Linked DNA regions of Neogale vison: all the other regions are linked to region 3. The links are chromatin contacts, called in public Hi-C maps. All regions are on one chromosome and are shown on one strand. Each heading gives the region's core, a stretch centred on a gene start, on an enhancer-like site or on the middle of the called end of the contact. The rest is flanking DNA. Distances are from core to core; before and after follow the strand shown.

Evidence for each region. A called contact is a pair of places that touch in the nucleus more often than the background predicts.
Region 1: a contact with region 3 is called in a Hi-C map of fibroblasts, with 7 times the contacts expected there. The contact joins the enhancer-like site here to the promoter of BCL6 in region 3. A contact is called at or near these places in 2 of 3 Hi-C or Micro-C datasets (fibroblasts and muscle).
Region 2: a contact with region 3 is called in a Hi-C map of muscle, with 12 times the contacts expected there. The contact joins the enhancer-like site here to the promoter of BCL6 in region 3. A contact is called at or near these places in 2 of 3 Hi-C or Micro-C datasets (muscle and tongue).

The regions. Positions count from the first base shown.
Region 1 is chr6:110,909,826-110,914,699 of ASM_NN_V1, reverse strand. The region is part of intron 8 of LOC122908796 (lipoma-preferred partner); the gene reads right to left. Among named protein-coding and RNA genes, the nearest start is that of TPRG1, 550 kb to the left of the region's middle. Within about 2 kb of position 2,254, the one cell type or tissue checked has open chromatin away from gene starts, as enhancers often do. A contact at or near this core is called in fibroblasts, where this site is marked.
Region 2 is chr6:110,690,924-110,695,435 of ASM_NN_V1, reverse strand. All of the region lies in intron 5 of LOC122908796 (lipoma-preferred partner), which reads right to left. Among named protein-coding and RNA genes, the nearest start is that of BCL6, 530 kb to the right of the region's middle. Within about 2 kb of position 1,380, the one cell type or tissue checked has open chromatin away from gene starts, as enhancers often do.
Region 3 is chr6:110,160,292-110,164,997 of ASM_NN_V1, reverse strand. BCL6 (B-cell lymphoma 6 protein) reads left to right here and starts at 1,425. Exons shown (of 9, transcript XM_044251971.1): 1 at 1,425-1,496.

The DNA of each region.
Region 1 (4,874 bases), core at 1,005-3,504, 750 kb before region 3:
TGCTAATTTTTAAAACAGATGCTAATCACTTTGATTAGTTTAAGACCAAGTTTTCTTCTATATAGTCGCAAAGTTTTTTAGATTCCTTTCTAATGTCAATTAAACATAGTCAATGGTGGACTAATGAGACCTATTTAGTCGTGACTGATAATTTACGGCACTTGTACCGTTCCCCGCGGGCCTTTTCTTTCTCCACTAAACCACAATCATATCTCATTACTGTGGCTTCATGACTACTTTCTGGTCTAAATTTTGTCGCTGGCATTTAGTTAAGAAAAAGATTTTTCTGTAATATCTATAGAACCTTTTCCTGTTAAAAATGTCAAATCAGAGCGTTCTTAACTTAAAAAATACTGCCACTGAATTACGACAGCGCATCTCAACAATAGAAGAGAAACACCAACCAAGGGAGGGTTTTTTTCCCTTTGTTTAAAAGTTATCCCATGCTGCTATGAAAACTGAAACAAATCTGGAGAGAGCCACTTCTGTAGGTTATCAGTGACCCTGCTCTCCTTAAAAGGACAGTGTAAAGGGTCTCCACACCTCATCCTGCCCCAAGGAAACCCCCCAGCCAAAAACTGCAATCTTTTATTACAAGAGGCGGCCAGGAAATACCTGTGACAACACCTTGAAGATGGACGAAGGGACGCCACAGCAGTGTTAATAATGCTGCTCTCTCTGTACGCAAACACACTCTGTATATTTCATACACATTTAACAAAGGAACAGAAATAATCTTGGCAATTCAGATATAAAACAAGTACACTTCTGTGTTCACTATTTTTTCTCCTATGAAATGTACATATAAATACATAGTGATAGTTAACAGGTTTTCAATTAAAAATGGTTTTACATTTTCAACTTCAGCGTTTTAAAACCTGGACCCATAGCCCCAGGGCAAAAGCAAGGTGTGTACATGTCAGCCCCTAGTACTAAAACTGGAATGTCAAGTCCATCATGCTGGCCCACCATGTTAGAGAAGGGGGCAGGCATTTCTCTGGTCTCTTCCCTTCCTCACCCTCGGCACCGATACCAGAGTGGTAAGAGCTGTCTCTCAGGAATCCATTCAGTCACCAAGAAAATGGCTCAAATTCAGAAGTCAGTCTTCAAAAAAAAGAAGAAAAAGAAAAAAAAAAAGTAAAATAACCTGACATACCCTAATCCAAATGGTGAAGTATAGAAATAGAAAAATGAATTGTTAAGTACTACATCAAAAACTAATGATGTATTATATGTTGGCTAATTGAACATACCAAAAAAAAATATTTTTAAAGTTTTTAAAAAGTAATATAAAAGGAAGAGGGTCAGGCCAGTGCATTTTTACAACTCCTATGAACTTGTTATAAAACCCAGGTATTAAAATGCCAAAGGCAACAAGTTCAATAAACCTCTAACGTGTTATTCTATCTTTCTGAGGACTCTGATTTTCTAAATGAGTCACCGATTCTCTGCGAAATTATAAAAAAAAAGTTATGTCAAGTGATTTATTTGTCTGTTCCTTTAGGTTCCCTGAAACATGGGGTCCCTAGAGAAAAGAACGAATGACAGGTATATTTGCTAGAATTCAGTGGAAATGCTTTACATTTCAAAGTCATTTCTTAAATAACGAGTGAGAAAAAATATACCTTCTAAGCTCTTCAGGCAATGATGCTACATTTCTATAATGCCAAATAACTTTTGCTCAAGTTTTCAAACTGTTGTAGAAATACTGCACGGATGGAATTTTTCAGAGAGGAAGGAGTTTATATCACAGAAGTAAGTTAGGCTCTCTTTGCCAGTTTTAACATTAAAAAAGAAGTGGGCTGAAGAGATGTGGGGTTGAGAAGTAAGAGGATGTGGGAAGTATTAAAAATAAGGCCCACATAAAAAAATATGAAAGAAAAAAAAAAACAAGCAATGGAACAGGATATAGAATAATTCAGATATAAAACATGAGACAAGAACCATCCCAATAAATAGACATAATTTAAAATAGGAAATATCCTGTTATTTCATGTCATGACCAAATTCACACGTACACACAAAAGGCCAAAAGTAAAAAAAAAAAAACAAAAAAACAAAAAAAGTAAACCTATTTTTTTCTAGTCTAAAACTGGAAAAAGGAGCTTACTTTTTAAAGAAAAAAAAATCCCTCATTTAATTCTTGCTCTTATCAGAGAACCTTCTTTGTCAGTTTTAACAGCAGATTAATCACTTTCACAACCTACGGAAAAAGTTTTCTGGAAAGCATAACAGCCTGCGAGTGTAAATGACAGTATTACTTTTCCTGCAGCTCAGCCGCCTACAAATTCTCTCTCATCCATGACTCAGCATGAGGTAAAGGGAGCTAATGAAAAGGACCACATTTCCTTTTAAAATTTATGAACTTTCTTTCAGCATACAGAACTGTTTAAAAAAAAAAAAAAAGAAGTCCCCCAAAAGCTTGATAGGAAAGTAAAGCAGCTCTCCATGAATGCTTGTCAGTTATATACCTAGAAACTTCCTTCCAAGTAATGCTAAAAATAAGTGTGTTATCTGCTCCCCCGCCCTACCTAGGGCTTAACATAATAATCGATGAAGGATTTAGGGCGTACACATTTCTGTATTACATTTATAGTATTACTGGGAGGAGGGAATCAAAAAGTTGCTTTGCTGAAACCAAGATTTCAAGAGGAAAAGATAGAAAACACAGAACTTTGCGGTCAAGAGAAGGGACTTGTCCTGGGGCTTTCCCTCCTAGTAAACTACCACTTGATTTGATTCTGTAAACAGCTCTCTGGAAGTGCTCAGGTTCCCAGGGAACCACTACAGAGGTAGGAGAATTATAGTTTATGATATGTGTTCTTCTCCAGAAAAAAGAAAAAAAAAATGATGTGGTCACTTTGTTGGAAATGTTTGTGAGCTAATAAGACAGTCTCATCTATAAGCATTCATCAAATATCTACCCGGAGCTTGATCTCTGCTAGACAATCCATCAACCACAGAACAGCAGGAATGGGAAGCTTAACAAGTTAGGGTCATAGTCTATGTCCTTGTGGAACCCACAGAGTTGGAGAAGTGGGTGATCATGGGGGAGGAGGCAGGGAGGACATGAATATATCCAGGACAGGGTGAAAAGTATGGGGATTCACAAGTTCAAGGAGAAAAAACACAGAAGCATATAGCAAGGGTCCCTAAACTAAGAGCACAGGAGGTGGATGGACATTTTTCTAGGCGAATGACAGCCATGTTGAGACATGGCAATAGAGGGCAGGGGGCAAGAGTGTGTTCCCAGCAGAGAAAATAGCACGGGACTGTCCAGTGGCAGCTCAGTGTCCTTGGGGATCTGGAAGAAGACCAGCGGAGGCAGAGCATGGAGCACCAGACAACGACTTGTAGAAGAAGAAAATGTAGAGGCACAAAACACCTAAATTGGAAAATGCTATTAATATTTCTATTGTACACGTGGGAATGAATCAAAAGGGGTTGCTTGTCCGAGTTCGCACAGCATGGAAGTGAGATTCAAACCTATTTCTGTCTGATTTCAGAGTCTGTTTTCCTTGTCACTCTTATACTAAGGGGCTAAGGAGATAAGGCTCTAGAAGAGAGTAGTACAATGAAATTTGCATTGAGACACAGCTGAGTGGAAAAGCCTGGGAGCAAGGGGAGTGACAACTAGGAAACACCTTAGAAGTTTATCACCAATGTGACAGCAACCTGGTACCCATGAGATGAGGGTGACCTGGAATCTTTATAGGTAGTGCAGACAGAAAAAAGTAAAGGTCTGTGAAGTATCTTGGAGGTAAAATGGACAGCAAGGGAGAGAGTGGAGTATAGACAAAATACCCAGAGAGCGAGACGGATGGGCCTCAGCAAGTCAAGTTCACAGAAGGCAAAGACACTGAGGAAGAGCAGAGTGGAGCTGTCTGAAGGAGAGCTGGAAGAATATAGGCTTATGTCCAGAGGGAGTTTTTGGTTTTTGTTGTTGTTGTTTCAATTTTATAATTAATGAACAAAGCAATGACAGGACCCCGGGGTGTAACCTGGGGAATGGAGGCCGCAGCTAATTGGAGATTAACACAGGACATAAATGGTCAAGGGGCTGAGAAGATCTTCCAAACAGAAGAAAAGCCTGGACACAGGCGAGGCAGTGAGCCATACGCCAGGTGGTCAGTGAGTGACTGCCAGGGCCAGGAGACCGGGGGATGACAGCCATGTGGAGGAGAATGTGTTTTAGTCAGACGATTTCCACCTTGAAGAAGCACATAAACATACTAGTAAATGGCAACTCAAGTTAAGAATGCACGAGAAACTACCATTAGTGCTGCTGTTTGTTAACTCAGAATGAACACCAAGAAACTATATGACCAACAACAGCTCTATCTCCAGAGCGAAGCTCTCCACATGCTGAAGGCAGAACACCAGTTTGTCCACATTTACCAGCTCCCGTGTCTGTCCTCATTTCTAGCTACCATTCCCAAAGATGACACTGGCATGCTCACTCTTCCTGAACCTTTTCTTAGCTCCCAGTGCCCATGGCTTCACTGTTCTTCTGTCGGAAATGGCTCGCCTTCTGTGATGGCCAGTTTTCCTAGGCCCCAGGCCCCCAAAACTCAATCAAACACTAACCTAGGTTATGGCTACAAAGGTACTTTGTGGATGTGCTGAAAGCCTGTAACCCTTCTGTAAGGAAGGGAGATGATCCTAAAGAACCTGAGCCAGCCTGATTGAAAGCTAGAATGGAAGGCCTTGAGAGCAGAGCTGAGGCTTCTTGAAAGAAAAATAAATGTTGTGGACAGTAGGGTCAGATTTGTAGCAAAGTTCCAGCCTGCCCTTCCTAACTTAGGTCTACCCTAGGGATGGCAGATTACCTAGCCAGCCCACACAAACACAGAAACTAATTCCTTGCGATAAAA
Region 2 (4,512 bases), core at 131-2,630, 530 kb before region 3:
GCCAGACAGCAAAGGCATATTGGCACCACTGTAATTTGTCCATTCACCAATATGCTTCCCGAAAAGCACCCATATGCTTTCTTTTAGCTTCCATATGCTTTTTTAGCAAGGAAACTAAAATATTTCATTAGTTTTGAGTAATTAATAATTACTTATTTCACAATAGTCACCCTCATTAAAACACGAAAATAACTGATTAAGCTGCAGGATCCTGGCTTTCAACTCAAGCTCTTTTCCTTTTTCCCTTTTTTTTTTTTTTTTTTAAATCTTCTCCTCTAGGAATTGAGTAACAGAGTAAAACAGCCAGTGTGGAAACGTCAGCGCGGTAGGAGAATGGGGAGTTCTCACATGCACAGCCCGGCGTGCCTCTCGACTGAGACATCATGGTTTAATGAAAAGAACATGGACTTTGTGAGCAGAAAGACTTGGGATCCAATCCCAGGTTGACCCCTGTGAGTCGTACTTCTGAGGAAATGAAAGGCGTTGAAAAGATAAAGGCTGCTGGATTCCTTCAAGCTGGCCTTCCATGATTCCCAGGGAGCCACTTCACAGGTTTCCCTCCCGCCATCGCAAGGCATGGGGAAGGCATGCCCCAAAAAGGCTGGCAGCATGCCAGCCACTGGCACCAGGCCATGGCCAATGGTCTTGACATTGATCTCAGGCATAAAACAATGCTTCTCCAGCTCTAATGAGCATAGGAACTACCTGGGGATCTTGTTAAAATGCAGATTCTGATTCAGGAGGTCTGCAGTGTGGCTTGAGGTCTGCATTTCTAACAAGCTCCCAGGTGATGCTGATGTCCCTGGTCTTCAGACCAAACTTTGAGAGAAGCCAGAGCCTACAAGGTACCAAGATGAAATCAAAAGTAGAATCTGGAGAAGGAGGACAAGGGTGCCTGTCTCTTCAGGCTACGATGGCCTCATCCAGTCCGGTTAACCATCATGCTGCCACGTACTGAACTTGTCCTCGCCAGAGTCCTGGCAGTATGGTCCTGGCAGTACCATTTCCATTCGACACACAACAAAACCGAGACCCAAAGAAATCAGGTCATGTACCAGAGGTCATGCAACGAAGAACACCAGATTCCCAATCCAGGTGTGTTGGCCTATCGAGTCTATCTGCTATGCATCAGGCAGTGGAAGACAGAAAATCTTAGGTGGACACTACCACAGAGGCTGGTATTAAGTCTGCTTTCTCCTTTGCCTCTGTTTCCCCACAGCTGAGGTGAAGACATGGCACCTGACAATCTCTGGGGCCTCTCCGACCCTCTGACACCACCTTTCACTCTCAGAGCTCCCAGGTCCACTCACAGGGGGTCACTGAGCAGGAAGCATTAGCTTCACACATGTGGCAGACATTATATCTTGGCACGATCCAAATTCTAGCTGCTCACATCTGCATTTGTGCTGATTCGTGCATGGTCAGAAGTCTATCTCTGTTTAAAAAAATCCCACGCTCAGTCTAACAGAGAGACGTTAATACGCAGATTCCCCAAAGCACTGACATTCCAATCCAGCTGATAACTCACAGCTATCAGGGTACTGGGACTCTAATCTGTTTTGTCTCTTCCTCATCTCACCGACAAAAATGAAGAAATTAAGACCACTAACCTGACAGAGCTTGAAGAAAAAGGAAAAAAAAAAAAAAAGAGCTATTTACAATGCATTTTATACAACTATCCAACATGTTTTAGTCTGACTTGAGGTGCCAGATAAGCATTTAATTAATAATTTATCATTTGAATGATTCAGGATATGTGATCTTGTCCCTCTCTGAACTCCCACAGCACACATGGACTGCACTCCTCTGGGATCCACGGACCGTTTTCTACCTGGGATGTCTATGGTTTCTAGAATTTTCGTTGTCCCTATGCATATTCAGTATGACTCCCCAGAGGCACTCACATATTTGGGACCAGATCTGGATTGGAATCCAGACTTTGTTATTTATTAGCTGTATGACTGGACAGATTACTCAATCACTCTGATCTCAGCTTCTGTACACGAAAAACGGACAAAAAAAATAATTTTCTGTTTTGCCAGATTAAGTGAAATAATATATAAAAATGGCTATCCTTTACTGAATCTGGGTTAGAAGTAGTTTGAGTGAGTGAGAGTGAGTGAAGCGAGCAGAACAGCAGTCTCAATGTTAAAATATCACTCAACAGTTTGAGACATTGAACTGTGCAGGTCACACTCATAAACAAGGCTGAGGCTCCGAGGAGAAACACAGGTGAACTACAAAAAATCTAGCAGCAACAGAAAATGTAGCCAAATGTCATCTTGGGCCTTCCTTATCAAAGAATGCCTTCTGCTTAACCTAGAATCTACACTGGCCTTCAGAAGCCCTAGAAGCCTCCTAAAATTATAGCCAACATTCTATACAGATGTGCATTTTCTAACTATTTCATAGATTTACCTGAATTCTTTAATATTCCATAATCCTCTTCCGACGCTGCCACCTACCCCCCACCCAACACACACAGGCATCACACAAGAGTTAAAAACACCTTAAAAAACCTTAGACAAGTCCCTTGACAAAAAGAGACCTTCCCATGGTGCGGGGGGGGGGGTGATTTTAATATTTAAAAGCTGAGGGAGGCAAACACACTGTTTAAAACCTCCATGGGCAGTGAAAGTTAAGATAATGAGCACTGCAAACCCAAGAGAAAGGCGGTTCTGGATTCCAGACCTGGCTCAGCTGCACATTGCTCTGGGACCAGGAGCTAACCAGAGATTCATGGAAATCAGAATGGAGAGAAATTTTGACATCATCTATTTCACCTCCGTCTCCTCCCATCGCATAGATGGAGAAACTGAGGTTCAGGGCAAGGTCATGGCTTCACTGGAGTCAAAGCAAATTAATTAAAGCCAGAATTTGAACTTCAGACTTGGCAAAATGATTTTCACACCCTGTATTTCAGTATCAGAAGGTCCAAAATACGTGCTTAGATCCAGTGTCCTCTAAACAGACTCCTAAATGATGGATAATTTCAACTCCCTCCTCTGGACCTGGAAATCTCATGAACACATGAGTTTGGTCTTGGCAAAGATCACTCCAGCTGCTTCTCAGTCCAGCCCAGTCCCATAAGAATAAGGCAGAGAGACGGTCTGAAAGAATGAGAGATGCTGCCATTAATCTTGTGTAGCACTGCACCTGGGAATTACAGGCCTTGAACTAGATTTCACTGTGTTGGCTATTACTCTCCTGTCCTCTTCCTTATTAATCCTTCATCCGTCTTCTCTTTATTAATGCTCCCAACTATGCACAGTAAACAGCCAGCTAGGAGCTCCTCCTCAGCCTCCCATAACTCACTGGATCAAAAAAGGACAGGAGGCGGGTGGAGGAAACAGAGGTGATGTCAGGGTCAAGTAATCTCTTACAGGAAGGGCTGCAGGGGAATCCACAGTGTCCTAATAAAACACAGACAGCAGAAGCCAGCCAGAATCTCTTACTCCACTGCCCCACGGAATTAACAAGAATGGCCGGAATCCACTTTTGCTTTAAAAGCATCTCATACCCCTGCACTGCCACACAATGGCCCTTTAAATACTGGGACGAGAAAGGAGAATTTATAGAAAGAGACCTCTCTCCTCAAACAGAGACAGAACTATGGAGTCAGATGAAAAGTCTAGACCAGGATCTGCCACTAATACCTTAGACAAACTGGACTCCTTCCTTGACCCCAAGTCTCAGTGTCTAATAAGGGAATTTGGCTAGACTGCTTCTTAGAGTCCCCTCCCTCCGGCTTTGACATTCTGACCTCTCCTTACAGGTCAAGGACTCAACCTGGAAAAATCTAACGGAAGACCCCAACGACGTTAACCAGTGGTTAAGTTTCCCAGACCCTCTCAAAATGAGACCCAGATGATGGAGTAGAGAAACATGAAGGAAGATGGACTTGTTTTCTTCCTTTCTAACCAGAACCTGAATGTTCCTGGAGGTAAGGGATGGCCAATGCATACACACCCCACTATGGCATAGACAGACTCCAAACCATGAACTGCTCTTCTGATATGTAGAAGATCCAAAGCTAATAGACAAATACCTACTTCTAAGCACTGGCTCTGTCACAGGGTCCTAAGACTTACCTAGGACTTCAGAAAAGTGGCAGCAGGAGAAAGAAAAGACTGGCTAAGAAATAAAAATCACAGACAATAGGACATTTGACTAGACGTCATGCCATGATCAACAGGTCCAACTCCATCTGTTGTGAGATGCTGAAATGGGCCCTAGAGAGGGAAAGTGACTGGCCAAGGTGACACAGCCAGAGCTGGGGTCAGAACTAGATTCTCATGACTTTTGGTTTGCACAGCACAAAATAAAACACATGGCTCCACTCCCCCAAAACGATGCTATTCTACCCAGGTAAGTCAGAAATGATTTCATGTACCACTCCTGCCTCTATCTCCACCTCAAAAAGCAGCAATTGGTTAAACGGATTTAAGGTAGACTAGGGCCATTTCCATCAAATTATAATAAAAAATTCACTCTAGCAATATAGACAAGTCC
Region 3 (4,706 bases), core at 176-2,675:
TCGGGAGCTAAGGAGCCTGTGCTGCGTGCCGCGCGCTGTAGTTGTAGCACAGGCTGTTCTAAACACACGCAGTATCTGTGATACTGGCACGGCAGGCCTTTAGAATTCCCTCCGGCTGATCTCTTAAACACAGACAGAAGAGATTTTTTTACAACGACCTTGAAACGAGCCGGGCGTGGGGGGGAGCGCGGGGGATCGAGACCTTAAGAAAAAGCAAAACACAAACATGTATTTGGTTCACCTAATTTGGTAGAACACACGCGTACACATACCCAAACACACACACGTTTCTTTCAACAAGAAATGTCCGAACAGTCAACAATAACAGAAAGAGTAAACCCACCACTTGCTGTCCTGGAAAGAAATAAACCAAACCAAAACAAATCCTTTGAACATGTCCCTCAAGTGCAGGAGAGCCTCCTCTCAGTAAAAAAAAAGAAAAAAAAGTCCAAGGGAAAAAGAAAATTGCACCCCCCCCCAAAAAAAGTGGGGGTTGGGATTGTTACATGCGATCAAAAATTGAAGCCGCTCTCAATAGTCTCAATATTAAAATAACACATCTTCTTTAAAGCGCTTGAGCGATTAGAAAGTGGGGGTGGGAAGCACACACACACAAAACAAAATCCAACCGACGCGGGATCCTAGTATTTACGTAACACCACAAACTTGCAAAAGGCAAAAATCAGAAGAAGAAAAAAATCCGAAAATCATCAAAATACAACCACCAAAAAAAGGAAAAAAAAAATCCCAAGCCACCACATCAACAAGGAAAAAAAACAACAAAAGAAAACCGAAAGACGTCCCAAATAAAATAAAGCAAATGAACCCACCGAAAACTGCTTGGCAAATATTTTTCTCGTGGTGCCTAATATTCTAGCTGGAAAGAGCTGTGGTGTTTATTGTTTTTTTCTCTTACTCGCCTCTAAAGCTACTATATATAACAGACTTTTTCCAACGGGTCGAACCTCTCTCTCCCTTTTGTGTATTTAGCTCGAGTAGCTGAGTTTATGGGTAAGAGAGGAGGAATTAGCCCCAGACCCCGGGAAAGCAAAGCGCACTCCCCCTCTTATGTCACCGAATAGCAAATTAGTTCTCAGAATTCCAGAGGCCGAGCTTTGCTACAGCGAAGACGCCGACGTCACAGAGGGGGCGCCCACGTGACGCTGGCGGAGCAGACTGTACCATCGTGCGGGGCCCCGGGAGGGAGGGACGCCGTCTGGCCCCTCGAGCCTCGAACCGGAACCTCCGAATCCGAGACGCTCCGCAGCTGAGGACCTCGAAATCTTCTGGGAACTGGAAAAATATTGTGGCTTTGAGGGCTTTCCATGGGCTAAGAGAGGCAAAAGTCCCGGAGAGCTGACACCGAGTCCTCCCCTGCCTCGTAGCAGTGGTAAAGTCCGCAGCTCAAATTCCGAGAATTGAGCTCTGTTGATTCTTAGAACTGGGGTTCTTAGAAGTGGTGATGCAAGAAGTTTCTAGGAAAGGCCGGACACCAGGTGATTATTGCTGTTGCTGCTGCCGCTGCTGCTGCTGCCGCCGCCGCCGCTGGTGCCGCTGGTGCCGCTGCCGCCGCCGCTGCTCATGATCATTATTTTACCTTTTAATTCTTTTTTTTTCCGCTCTTGCCAAATGCTTTGGCTCCAAGTTTCCTATGTGTATCTATTGATATAAATGTATATATTTATTTATTCTAGCTGTCAGGTGTTAAAATAAATGCCGAAGATTAGTCCCACGTCTCTCCCACTCTAGGATATAGATTTTTATATATTTGTTATTTTATTCTTGTTGTCTTTGAGTGAATCGGCCGGTTTGGGGAGGCTTTTGCCACCCTCCCTTGTGTTGTTTTGGTTTTGGAAAAGGAGGTGGAGGAGAGGAAGGAGGGGAATTAGGGGGCGGCCGGAGCCGAGAGGACGAGACAGTGTTCGGGGGGTGCTCCGGGCAAGTCTGGGGGCTGTCTGGCCCCAGACGACGGAGAGGACGCGCGCTCGCGCTCTCGCTCTTTCTGCTGCTGCTTGCGTACGGCTTGTGATCTCGCTGGATTCGGGCGGCTGTGTTTTTTCCCTCTTTTCTCGCTTGCAAACTGCCTTCCTCGCTCCCTCGCTCCTGCCTCCTCTTCCCTCCCTCCCTCCTCCTTTCCCTCGCCTCTCCTTCCTTCTCCTCTCCCGTCCTTCTTGGTGACTCCGGGAGGCGAGGAGGGAGGCTGCCCGCTCGCTCGCCCCGCTGGCTCCCTTCCACCGGCCTCGCTCCTCTAGATTCCCTGCCTCCGAGCCGAGATTTGGGAGGAAAAATGCAAGCGAACTCCTCGGGTTTTGTTTTTCTCCCCCCTCCTCCCCCTTAAGCCCAGTTGAAGTATCGTTTCTACTATTTCCTTTTAGATCCGCGGTCTTCCTAACGAGATCCGAGTGTTCTGGTGTCCCCTTTGGTGGACCCCTTTGGTGTCCCCTTACCCTGTGTTTTGGGGGAGGTTTAGCTTGCCTGGGGGCGGGGATGTTGAATACTTTGAAAATTATTCTTTCTTGGTTGCAGTCAAGGGAGTCGGGAACCCCCGCGCGCTCCCTCTCCTCATCCTGAGGGGAGAGACTGGTGGCGGGACAGGGATTTGGGGGGTGGGTGGCAAAGGGGTGCGCGTTTGCACCTGCGGTGCTGTTTAGCGTGCGGGGACTCTGGGAACCTTCACAGGACGGCCCAGCCGAGCGGGAAGGTGGCGGGATTTCTGGCGGTCGCGGTGTTTGTGTTTTGGGCGCTGCGTGACTCGGTGTTAGCTCCCAATGGCTGTTCCCCCGCCTCTCCTAATTTTGTTTTATTTTTTCCCATGGTGCGAGCTTTGTAAAAAGACAACTGCAGACCGGAGAGTAGACGACGTCAGGCTTCAGGTTCCCGAGGTCCTTGCAAGGGGCTAGGGGAAAAACAGCCCCAGCCCGCGTTCCTACGTGCAAGACCCGGGAGGAGAGAAGGGCACGCTGTGGCCCTGGATGAGGGACCCGGCAAGGGAGGAGGGGGCGCGGGCGAGAAAGGGAGATCTTTGTGAGTGATTTTGCAAAAACGTTTTGCGAGGTTGGTTGGATTTGCAACCTGTGGCTCTCCTCGAGGGAGTAAGAATGGGGGAAGGCGGCGGCGGCGGCGGCCCGGGGCGGGAGCGGGTGGGGAGTTGGATCCTCGGAAATGAGCTTCGCTCTTGGGCAGCGGGAGCTAGGGGCCACCCCGCTGCGAGAGGTAGTGACCGTGGTCAGTGTCTTGAGAACTGTGGATTGCATTGCCTTTATGATGCGTGTTATTGGAACTCTGGCGAAAAATGGATCTAGTGTTACAATAATGAGTTTCGAAGCTACTCCACGGAAAACAAAAACACAACCCAATAGATTAAAAAAAAAAAAGAAAAAGGAATGAAAAAGACCCCTTTAATGGGGTGCCCCTTTTTGCAGTGGTTAAGAGTTGGTGGTAGGGGTCCAGCAACTGAACCTGGACAAGAACCCCAAATAGGGTATGGAAAGTCCAGAGCTGTTACTGGGTCCCTGTCCATCACAGAGAGAGAGAGAGCTGGTCATCTACCCGCCCCCCACCAGCAGCCACAGGAAACTGATTTAATCTTCTGTGGATTTTTTTTTCCATTCAGTTTATAGTTTCCAGGAGGAAAATGTTGTGGCTCTTTACTTTTTTTTTTTTTTTTAAGAAAAGTATCAATAGATGCTTTTTTTTTTTCCTGTCAAAAAAAAAAAAAAAAAAGCCAAAAAACTGGGGCAGGACAGAGGGAACCAGGGAAAGGGCTGTTTAGAAATACAGTTTGTGGCTCTGAGCGATGCCACTGGCTTCCTCTACAGAGACTGCCAGTTTCCCTTTTCTTTGCAAGGTGTGTGTGGTTTTAATAAATAACTTAAAAAAAATAAGAGGGGGGGCCGGCAAGATCTGTCAGGAGACAGGTATCTATTTTGCTCACTATTTACTACCAAGAGCCTTTGGCACTGGAACAGAACCTCGTAAATCTGCAGCCCAAGTTGAAGTTCATCTGGCCCTAGTCCACACGCTATTCCTGGAGGTAGCAAACATGAGCTCAAAGGAATGAGGTGAAATCACATTCTTGCTTTAAAATATATACCTTTTTTTTTGGTTAAGGAGAAAGAATATTGTCTCTGGGGCAGAAGGAAATGGAAGGAAGGGCGCCAGGAGATGGGCATTCCCTTGCTAAAATGACTCCAGTTGGGTCCTCAGGCTGAAATAGAAACCTGTAGATGGGAAATATTTCCTCCTCCCCCCACTTATAAATAGAAGTTTCCAATATCCTATTTGGAAGACTTTCCAATACTGCAGGCCCAAGCATTGGCTTATCTTAAGGGTCTGCTGTTGGTAAGGCCAGAAGCTGTTGGTAAACTGGGGAGCCTGAAGAGAAGGAAGCCAGAAGTGGGAATTCTCCAGTTGGCCTTTTCTTCTGTGCTCACTTGTGCAGGGTTTTACCCCATGCTTTCTTGAAAAGATTCTCCAGTTTATTCTGGGTTTGCTGGACAGGGATGGGACTCTAACTCTTAAGCTGTCGTTTCCTGAGCCTTAAAGAGTTCCAGTTATTGGTTGAGTAAATGGTAGCCAGGACTAGATGTCAAAATCCTTCCTTCCCTCTCTCCCCTGCCCGGTAGCCACACTCACAACCCGCTGGATTGTGAAAAACTTGAAGAGATTCAGAGGAGGTAGTGCGGCAGCGCCACCCCTTGGTGGGT